3 separate regions of the Mus musculus genome follow, and regions 1 and 2 are each linked to region 3. The links are chromatin contacts, called in public Hi-C maps. All regions are on one chromosome and are shown on one strand. Each heading gives the region's core, a stretch centred on a gene start, on an enhancer-like site or on the middle of the called end of the contact. The rest is flanking DNA. Distances are from core to core; before and after follow the strand shown. Region 1 has its middle 13 kb from the start of Gm30530. Region 2 has its middle 22 kb from the start of Gm30474. Region 3 overlaps Clic6 (chloride intracellular channel 6).

Region 1 (3,458 bases), core at 869-3,368, 690 kb after region 3:
TATAGAGCTGAGTAAGCTGAGAATACATTGAGGTTCTTAAATGAGTCTGCAAGGGATTGGTTGGAAGGCATTTAACAATGGTGATTAGACAAATGTGGGGAACTGAGGCTCCTTTTGTACACACACACAAACATACTTACACACATGCATACATGCACACACATGCACACACACATGCACATACCTGTATGCACACACACATATATACATGCACACACACACACACACACACACACACACACACACACACAAATGGCAGCTCAGCTTAGACCTAAATCACTCTAAGAGCAAATTTTCACAAGGAATGTTCCCGAGGTTTTACAGCTCCCTCACAGTGTGGCAAAACTGGCTTCATGCTGGTGCTAGCTTCAAGTCTTCCTTAGAGAAAGCAGATGACAAAAAGCACAAAAAAATCAAGTAGAAAATACTTTTTCTATTTACTATTACTATCCTATTACTGCCGGAGCTCAGCAGAGGAGGGAGGGGGTTGTCTCTTGCTAAGTTACCGTGCTGTGTTGTTGATTAAGACAGGATGTATATGCCCGCATCTGCTGCACTTTCCATATCCAAGGGGTCCTGAGAGGGCACTGCTTCCTGGGCTGGCTCTAGTGGCAGCCAGCACACAGCATTAGAGGCAGCAGTGGGTAGCAGGGTCCTTTAGGGCAGCTGCCATCATTACTGGATGAAATGGGCCCTAATTGGGCTATTGATTTTTCCCTCTTTAATGGATTGCTCTCTCCCAACAAATTCCAAGTTGAGACTTTACCCATGCCACATCCACACTGCCATGGGATGCACATGAGACTGTGCATTCTAAGTGCACGGGGCACTGCTGTGGGGGTCACTCAGCCACAAAACACACAGAAGAAAGGATCATGTTGAATAGGTGCACACCTACATGAGTACCCACAAGTGAACAGTGTGTCTTTCAGCTTTATTTGGTCCATGGAACACTGTTATTATGTGGACTTCCTAATATTCCTTTTGTAGACGGACAGCAGAGCTTATAAAGGCAAGACACATATCCATATAAAACAGCAAAATGCAGAGCCAGCATTTCCCAGAAGAATTTCAGTTCCTGCGTGTGGAAAGCAGTACGCAAAGACAGAAGAGAAAAGGAAGAAAATTAAAGAAAGCAAAACACAAAAAAGTGCAGTTGGTGGGGGCAGATAAGGCTTTGGGTTTTCACTCCTCACACGGATACTGTCAGGGCCTCCAAACTTTGGGTGTGGAAGCTCTATCTCCTAATGGGATGGGAATTGGAGATGGGAGATTTAGGACATAGTTAAGGTTATATTGGGTCATGGAGATTGGGTAATCACGGTAGGATCAGGGATTTATTTATAAAGATAAAAGGGGGAAATCTGTCTGAGGAGGATACAGGGAACAGGGTGACTGTCTGCAAGCCAAGGAGAGTCTTCAGCAGGCCTCGGCCACACCCTGCTCGGCACTAGAAGCCTTCAGAAGAGAGAGTGAGAAACAGCTTTTCTTCAAGGCACTTGTCTTGCATCTTCCTCACTGAGCTAAGTCACTGCCTAGCTTGAGCACATGGGCACATGCCACCATCTATGAGTTAAGAGGAGTTGTCGAGGCACTGGGTGATGCGTGTGAGCCAGAGCCCCTGGAGCACAGGGGAGAGATGACTATGAGTTTGAATTGCTAGAACTGGATGCAGGAGAGCAAGAACGGGGGTACACTTGACCCTCGCTGTCTTTCCTGAGCCTTGGGAGCTGGGAGTGCACGGGGCACAGAATGTGAAATGGCTACTTGGGCCTTGATGTGAGTGGGATTCCTGACACGCTGGGTGACTTCAGATCCTGTTCCATGTTCTACACAGAAAGTTCTGCATCAACTTAGATCTGTGCATTTCTCAGTCCTCACACACTAAAGCCCAGAACGCTTTACCCCAACACCATTCAGCCAACCACCAGCCTCACAGACTACCCTGTGTTGAAACTATCTCCTTCTGCATCAATAGACTAATATTTGGAACATTTTAGGCTTTAAGTGAGTTGTGGAGAAAGATTAACTGTTTCCATGACCCCCACACCTCATCTCCTCCATGCCTAATACCCACAACTACGGTGGTTCACTTCCCTAAACCAAGAGTCACGCTGCGACCAACTAAAACCCACAGTGTACATTAGGCTTCTCGTTCAGTGACAAATGTCTCGTAAGTTTAGACAACCCATGTGTGCTGTTATGGAACAGTGTCACTGCCCTGAAAACCCATCATTATGGCCTATCATCATATTCCTTTCTCCACCCACAAAGCTCCCAGCAACCTCCAGTCTCCTTACTCCCTCTCATTTTGCCTCTTCTAGAACATCACAAAGCCAGAACCAGACACTCTGCATCCTTTCAGACTGGCTTCTTTGCACATGTGATATGCATTAGGGTCTCTTCCCTAGAGGCTCTTCATGCCTTGAGAGTTCATTCCTCTTCAGGGTTGAATACTATTCAGTTGTGTGGACGTACTGCTGTGGACAGAGGGTTTTCAGTGCAGTTGGCTAAGTCAGTGTTGCAACAGAGATCATTGTTTCTGGTTCCCGTGTTTAGCTCTAGAAGAGACAGCCGATTGCACAACAGTCTTCTAATCTCCATTATCACTTGACCTTCATCTTTAGAATTAGAATGCTCAGTAGTTTGTGCAATCCACACTGGTCTGGTTTCACCCATAGAGATAAAACTGTGGGACAGGAGGGGGGACTGGAAGGAAAGAATGCTGCTGTCTTGGGTGTTGCCTGGGATTTCCAAGCGACCAGTAAAGAGTGAGGGTCCTTCGGATTGTTTCCTGGGTGGTGATGGTCTCTGAAATCATCACTTCAGGGTGTGGATGTTTCAGGCTGCTTCCGGTTGTGCAGACTCCTCCAGGGACATTCACAGTGATGCAAGGGTCCATAAGAAGCAGGGACAGTCTTTTCTTCCCATCTTGGGTGAGATGCATCTATGACCCCTGATTTGTGAGTCCTGCCTGATCATGGAGCCTTCCTTTAGGGTCAAAGCTAACACCCTCAGACGGCCAACAAAACTGCAGCTTGCTAAACAGTCTATGCAGTCAAGAGATAAAGCCACAGCATATGTCACCTGTGGGAGAGGAAAGCCAAGATTCTACTCCAGCTTCGGGTACACTCCTCCCAGAATGTGAGAAACATCTCTGTCTACCTCCACCATGGGTGGACAGGCTGAAATGGGAATTACAATCCATGCAAGCCAGGCAAAGCCTAGTCTATCATCTAATCACCAACAGGCCAGACTAACTCCTTCCAATACAAACTGCCCACACATCCGTCAGGCTCTTTATTCCGCTCCCAAGGATCCACAAAGCCCTCCTTGGAGACATTGTGAAACCTCAGAAGCAAAGAGTACAAGGATTTCTACCAGGCACATGTCTTTGTGAAAATGTGGCAAAACAAAAATTTAACTTTGGTCTCCTAGAACCTCATTCCAAAGGAGAC
Region 2 (3,620 bases), core at 804-3,303, 590 kb after region 3:
TCTTCCAGAGAACTCCAGTTCAATTCCCAGCACCCACCATCTAGAACTTCGTTTTCATTTCAGGGGAGCTGAGCCCCCTCTTCTGGTCTCCCCAGACAATGTACACACATGGTGCATACACACACATTCACACAAAATATTGAAATTAAATGTACATTGCTCCCATCAATTTCTTTACAGTCTTAATTTGTACATATTACCCAGGAATCTCACACACATGGAATTTTCCATTCTTTCCAATCTTTCTAACGAGCACTCCATCTCAGCATAGTCCTAAAAGCTTTCTAAAGACCCTTTTAAAGTAAAAGGCCAGAGCCTGTCTTGTTTATAAGACACCAGGATTCCAAGCTTCCAGAAAGCCCATATAAGTAACCCCAGAAATAGGTAGTGCATTTAATAGAAATCTGAGCTCATCAATTTTACATGATCCTCACACACTGAGTGTGGAATGCTGATGAGGATTTGATGTTGACAGGAGATTCATTTGCAAACACAAGTGGCTGGAGAGATGATTAAATCGGTGAATAGTTTGTCAATATCTATTTCATGTTAGCTCTCACTATCAAGACCAGTAGCTGTGGCTTTGATGACAATAATAAATAATAATTAGGATATGGCGCTGTTCTGGTTGCAAGCATACAACACTTTTTGTTATGGACCTAAAAAGATGTATATTAAGTTATATGTGTACTCCCAACCCTGACAGGCCAGCCTTAACGAACGTTTGAGGGAGTCATGAAATCCATATTGTCTTATGGTCCTTGGTGTGCAGAGATGGCTTCTGTCTTCTAGGATAAAGAGTACAGAAAGCTCGTGTTGTGCACACCTAGGTGACAGGGACAAGATGGGGTAGCTTTAGATCAAATACAACTGCTGGATGTCTGGCTTATTCCTCAATGAGGACTGGCACCAAGCCTGGGAGACAGTGCAGGAAGTCAAGTGTCCGCCTTGACAGCGTGAGGACCCAAGTTCAAGGACCCACGCTTAAAAAGGTGTGTGTGGTGGTGCATGCTTGTAATGCCAGCTCTGGGGAGGCGGTGACAGTTGGGTCCCTGGGGTTTGATGACCAGTTAGGGTGAGATTCTATCTCACAAAACGAGGTGGATGTACCTGAGAAGTGACCACAACCTTCTTGTTGACAAGCGAGGAGGTGAATTGAAGTGAAAGCATCCGAGGGGGCATCCCTGACATCACAGGGCACCGCAGAACATGCTACGTTCTCAGAGAGTCGATTCTCAAGTTCATGGTGCTTGTGCCGCTCACTAATCTCAGGGACCTTCAGTAGGATGGAGGATATTTGAAAGCAGAAATTGGATCTTTTGGGGTTGTGGCCAAGCCCCAACTTCTCCAGTTCTGAGGCATTACAATGCTTGGTGCTTTCCTTAGGATGTCACAGATGCTATTCTGCGGTCTTAGCTACATAAAGAGATAGGGCTTAATTATTTAACATGTCACTCTCAACCATTAAAATAGTGACTAGGCTCTTGCCAGAACAGATTCTATAAAATATCAAAATAAAGTCAATCTTTAAAAAAAGGGGGGGGGAACTATTCAAAAAGTTTGAAAAACTTGTGAGGAACATCAATAGTTCTACCTGCAAGTTTACTCCATGTAAACATTTTTAAGAAGATTCGTGCAGTGTCTAGTGTAGCCCAAGCCGACCTCAGGCTTACTGTATATACCCAAGGCTGATCTCGAGCTCTTGGGCCCCCAGCCTTTACCTATGGGTAGGCTGTTGGGATTGCAGTATGTGCCACCGCTCTGCTGCTGAGGTTTGAACCAACGTCCTGTACATGCTAGCCACGCACTGTAGAGGTAGCTACTGGGCTACCCACCTACCCACCCTCTCTCTTGTTTTGTTATGACACGTACCTCACACACCAAGGGCGTGGAGAGCCAATGGCTTTCCCCATACAATCATACTAAAAGCAAGTGTGTTTTGTAAACGTTTTATGGAAATTTGGGAAAGTGAAAACAGGCTCTTAACAGTTCCCCGCTGTCCAACAAGCAATGTCAATACTGCCATGAACGCCAGTGGCTCAATCAGTGTGAGTCAACTCTACCTCCCTCTCGGTGACTCGTACTTTTGTTATTTTTAGCAGGAGACATGCAACGCTGTATGGTTGGCTCACGTATTGAAGACGCGATTCTCAACTGCTGGTGCTATTTTAGGAGGTTCTGGAAACTTTAGATGTTGGGGAGGGGTAGCTGGAGGAAGTATGTCACAGAAAACATGTCTCTGTCTGCCTGCCTGTCTGTCTGTCTGTCTATGTCTATGTCTGTCTGTCTGTGTCTCTGTCTCTGTCTATCTCTGTCTCTATCTCTGTGTGTGTGTGTGTGCCTCTGTCTGACGCTGTGTGAGTCTTTATCTGTCTGTGTCCATCTCTATCTCTGTCTGTGACCCTGTGTCTGTGTGTGTGTGTGCCTATGTATCTGTGTCTACCTGTGTGTGCATATGTGTGTGTGTGTGTGTTTATCTATCTATAACTGTCTCTCCTTTATCGGCTATGACATGGCTATGTCCCTATCATTAGCTCCCACCTCTATGAAGTTCCTCCTTCTGCACAGACCCAGAGCGCACTGGGCCAAGGACCACAGTCTGAAATCTCTGAAAGCATGAGCAAAGCCACATCTTTCCTACTTTATTTTTGTCATAGCATTGAAATTGTAAATTAAACATACAAACAAGTCCTGAGTGTCTCTTTGCTGTTGCTGCCCCTTGGTTTTTGGCAGGGTTTTGTTTCTTTCGTGTCAAGATGAGGCTTTGCCAAGTTGATGTGTGCTTTGCATCCACAGGAGGCCTCTGCAGAAGCTGGAATACATACAGGACACTTTAAACGGAAGGGATACGATGGGTCCTTCTTAGAATCAGGAGACTTTGGTGTCACCAGTCACAGGGAACAAAGGGCAGGCCTGCATGGCATCTCTCCAGTTCACCAGAGGAAGGGGTGGGGTAGACCAGGTGTGACATCTTTCTGGTTCAGCAGGATCTTTGTGTGAATGTAATCTGACAACCTGGAATTTTGAGAATCAAGGGAAAGACGAGCCAATAGCTGATCACTCACACGTGCTTCTGGGGTCTTTAGGGCTCCGTGAGTCAGTTGTGCAATGCAGATCTAGGACTTAGGAGCTAGCGCATGGCCTGCTCCTTTTCTCCATGCTGCAGAAGCACATACGCAGCTCTGGGTGGGCTAGGGCTACAAGGGAACCCAGGAAAGGAGGCCCCTCCTCCTCAGAGTTCTCTCAACCATAGGTTACATAATCCACCCATTCATTCATTCATTCATTAGTCATCCAGCCAACACTGGCTGGAGCACCTGTGTAGTGCAGCCTCTGTCTTTGTACTGCCCCCCTTGCCTTCGAGGGCTGTGAAGCAAGTGTGTAATACCCTCCACACAGCTGTGGGAAAGGACAACAGGCAGCTGACAGGGCTCCACACCTGAAGCCAGCTTCCCAGGCGCTTGCCCAATTTTTCTTTGCCTTGTTTTGGTTTAAAACAGTGTTTCTCAGTAGAGGCCAACTCAAGCCTTCAGGACTACCATGCACAGGACAGCCCTACAGCAAAGAATAATCCAGACTGAAGAGTCTATGGGCTTTGATGTTTAGAAAGGCCACGTCAG
Region 3 (3,602 bases), core at 460-2,959:
AGGAGTCTTCAAATGGACCCCACTTGCTCTCTGGATGAAGAAACTCACAGAGAAAATCTCACAGGATTGTTAGCACTCTTCTGTAAGTTGGACGTATGGAAAGCCACCACTCTGAAGGATCACATTTTTTGTTATTTTTTTTCTAAATATCTCTCTGAGATTCAGGTTTACAAGCCAAGTTATGGGACCATGTTTTAGGTAGATTTTTTCCAAATGTCACAAATCTTGTAGGTGGTCATTGCTTCCTTATGTATGCAGTTAGCCACAGAGCACTGGTTTCTGCTATCTTTTCCTGTTAAGATGAAAACATTCCCAGACCCACACAGGCCCCACCCCTGGCCTCATGTTACCTCCCTTAAGAGCCCTTAAGAGATTTCTGATTTACTAAGGAACAAAAGTTGCTATAGAATTGCTGGCTCCCAGCAGCAAAGAACTTCATACACTGGCCACTAAAATCAACCCGAGTATCATGAGGCCCCTGGACCTTTCCCCCTTTGTTAATAAGTAGCTACCGGGCCTTCATCTCCACAGCACTTAGAAACATCACAGAGAGAGATGAGTCTGAAGAACTTGTGAACGAGCGAGCAAGGGGATTCCGAACAAACTGAGGAAGCTGGATTTGAAGGTGCTCAGGGTTCACTCTGCCCAGCACACCGGCGTCCCTGCCATGCTGCTCACCTACCTCTCTCTCTGTCTCTGCTCTCCAAGTTCAGTGAGAGATAATGAACACTCCTGGAATTGGCATCTTCCTAACAAGCTGCCCTGAGTCTTCTTGCTGGTCTCAAGTTAAGTTGTATTTTAATGGCTCACTGTGAGGGCCCAGGTTTGTTGGGGACAGTGTTAGCTTGGAAGACAGCGAGACTATATCCCCTTGGTAGCTTTTGGTAGACTATAGAAGGTTATTGCCTAGGGAGAGCATTTTGTTTTGGTCTTCCTAGACTGCCTGTTTCCCATGTACCTGTGGAATACTCACATGTGCATGTGTGTGAACTGTCCATGTTTCCCATGTTCCTGTGATGTAGTCACATGTGCATGTGTGTGTGCCCCCCGTTTTCCCTGTACCTGTGGAGTGGTCACATGAGCATGTGTGTGGCGTGTGCCCTTGCCCATGTTGGCGTGTGTGGAGGCTAGGGGTGGTCACTAGCTGTCTTCCTCTCCCTCCACTGATGTTTTGAGAAGCATATGTGCTCCCCGAACCTAGAGCTGATTCCACTGCCCAGCCAGCCCCAGGGACGCTCCCATCTCTGCCCCCCAGCAGGTATCCATGCTTGCCCAGCAAAACTTCACTGACCCATTCATCCTCCTGATATAGAATTTACGGCTTAGCACTGAAATCTGGTGCATGAGGACACCCACTGCCATGGTCTGGCGACATCTGGGTACTTTAATGACCTAAAGGGGTTAAAACCTAAGGGCGTTTTCAGTTGGACCCTAAAGCCTGAGGGCCCTTGTGAATCAAGCGCTACACACGGACTATATCTTGTAACCACGAGGGGGCACCAATGCCCTCCTGAAGCTGTCTCTGTGACTAGGTCTCTGAGGGCAAGCTGTGAATCCAGCTAGAAAAATTCATTGCTTCCAGAAGGAAGGATGGGAGAGGTCTCCTATGTTGACATCAAAACAGCTTTGGGAGTTCTGGAGTTCACACAGAAGAGCTATCCTCTCAGCCGCAAACAAAGGAAGCTTTGCCTACCTTGCCTGGGCCCTGTGGCCATTACACAACTTCCTGGAGTAGCTCCATGAAGGAAGTTTCTAGAACTAGGCTCAGCACCCGCTGTGCCACAGGCTGTCCCTCTTTCTGTCTGACTCGAGGATCACCTGCCAAACTGTCTCGGGCAGAGGTCGAGGATTTCCGATGGGAACTTCAGCTGCAGGTTTTTTCTGGTTCTACTGTAATAGATTGCTAGAGTCTAGAAAGCCTAAGCAACTTCGGCTTCTTACTTGATTGTCTTTCTGGTTCAAGCATGATGTTGCCTCACTGGCGTTGAAGCTGCAGGGGACAGTCCACAGTCTTTATTCTCCAGCTGCTCGAAGCCATCTCTTCTCCTGGACCCACGACCTCCCCCTTCAGCGTTAGAGCTAATTTCATCTGTGACCATTCTTCCCTGGTCAAAACTTTCCAGATAGCAGTTAGGGGAAGGTCTCCCTGTGGGAACCCACATGATTAGCTTGGACCAACTTAATCATCCAGGATATCACCTCCATCTCAAAATGTATAGCTTGGATATCATTCACACCGCCCTCTCTGCCTCGTAAGGTGATGTGTGCATTAGGAAGCTGGCCTCTTTAAAGGGTCATTTCCCCCGTCTATTGTATTAGTAAATAGTTTTCAAATGTCTTTTCCCATATTCTTGTCATTATCCATCAGTGGTGGAGAGAGCTGTGGTCAAGGGCAGACCTGCTTGGAAAGCCAGTTGGGGAGTTTTTCCCAAGCTTTTAGCACCCAGCACTCCTCGTGTTTCTATCGAAAACTCGTTATGACCAAAAGGAACACTAGCTTTACTGCCGTCAAAAACACCTTGGCTGGGCACATGGGGCTGTGGTGGCCTGCAGCAGACCTTGTCTCTGCCTGCCCAGCTGGAAGCAGAGGGGGGACAAAGGTCACAGCTCACGCTTTATAGGTCTCCCTTCTTTTTGAGTGTGATGTGAGAGGCCAGCCCCACAGAGTCAGCTCCCTTCATCAGCTGGACACTTTGAACTCGGTATGGGGAGGGTTTGCAGAGAACTCCGTATGGGGAGGGTTTGCAGAGAACTCGGTATGGGGAGGGTTTGCAGAGAACTCTGTATGGGGAGGGTTTGCAGAGAACTCGGTATGGGGAGGGTTTGCAGAATCAGCCCTGTTGCCTTCCTCCTGGCGGGTGAAAGTTTCCCAGTGAGGACAGAGGAGTTACAATGTATCAGAGTCAAAGAAAGCCAAAGGGGCCCCTGGGGCTGTGGGGTGTCTCCTTCCGGCTGCTTCAGCTGAGAGCCTCAACAGAGCTCCATCTTCTTTTCCAACCACAGTGTCCTTTGGTCTTCTTACCTGCTTCTGATACTTATTCTCTTATTGTCACTGTGGTTCTTTCTTTCTTTCTTTCTTTCTTTCTTTCTTTCTTTCTTTCTTTCTTTCTTTCTTTCTTTCTTTCTTTCTTCCTTCCTTCCTTCCTTCCTTCCTTCCTTCCTTCCTTCCTTTCTTTCTTTCTTCCTGATTTATTTATTTATTTATTTATTTATTTATTTATTTATTTATTGTATATATGAGTACACTGTAGCTGTACTGATGGTTGTGAGCCATGTGGTTGCTGGGAATTTGAATTCAGAACCTCTGCATTTCCGGTTGACCCCACTCACACCAGCCTAAAGATGAATTTATTACTTTATTATTATACATAAGTACACTGTAGCTGACTTCAGACACACCAGAAGAGGGTGTCAGATCTCATTACGGATCGTTGTGAGCCACCACGTGGTTGCTGGGATTTGAACTCAGGACCTTCAGAAGAACAGTCAGTGCTCTTAGCCGCTGAGCCATCTCGCCTTGGCTGTGGTTCTTGCAAGTCACCTCCAACCCTTGTGTGACAGGGATGAGGGAAGTCATCTGGAAAAGTTCTGCTTTTCTCTGG

The links. A called contact is a pair of places that touch in the nucleus more often than the background predicts.
Region 1: a Hi-C map of bone marrow-derived macrophages shows a contact between it and region 3, with 15 read pairs. The contact joins two enhancer-like sites. A contact is called at or near these places in 2 of 484 Hi-C or Micro-C datasets (bone marrow-derived macrophages and nephron progenitors) and 1 of 115 datasets of contacts at active chromatin or transcription factors (acute myeloid leukemia).
Region 2: a contact with region 3 is called in a Hi-C map of bone marrow-derived macrophages, with 16 read pairs. The contact joins two enhancer-like sites. A contact is called at or near these places in 5 of 484 Hi-C or Micro-C datasets (the C2C12 cell line, the NIH/3T3 cell line, bone marrow-derived macrophages and 2 more).

Annotation. Positions count from the first base shown.
Region 1 is chr16:93,205,318-93,208,775 of GRCm38.p6, forward strand. No RefSeq gene overlaps it. Among named protein-coding and RNA genes, the nearest start is that of Gm30530, 13 kb to the left of the region's middle. Within about 2 kb of position 2,119, at least 32 of the 459 cell types and tissues checked have an H3K27ac peak or open chromatin away from gene starts, as enhancers often do. A contact at or near this core is called in bone marrow-derived macrophages, where this site is marked.
Region 2 is chr16:93,107,753-93,111,372 of GRCm38.p6, forward strand. No RefSeq gene overlaps it. Among named protein-coding and RNA genes, the nearest start is that of Gm30474, 22 kb to the right of the region's middle. Within about 2 kb of position 2,054, at least 58 of the 459 cell types and tissues checked have an H3K27ac peak or open chromatin away from gene starts, as enhancers often do. A contact at or near this core is called in bone marrow-derived macrophages, where this site is marked.
Region 3 is chr16:92,518,527-92,522,128 of GRCm38.p6, forward strand. All of the region lies in intron 1 of Clic6 (chloride intracellular channel 6), which reads left to right. Among named protein-coding and RNA genes, the nearest start is that of Clic6, 22 kb to the left of the region's middle. Within about 2 kb of position 1,710, at least 16 of the 459 cell types and tissues checked have an H3K27ac peak or open chromatin away from gene starts, as enhancers often do. A contact at or near this core is called in bone marrow-derived macrophages, where this site is marked.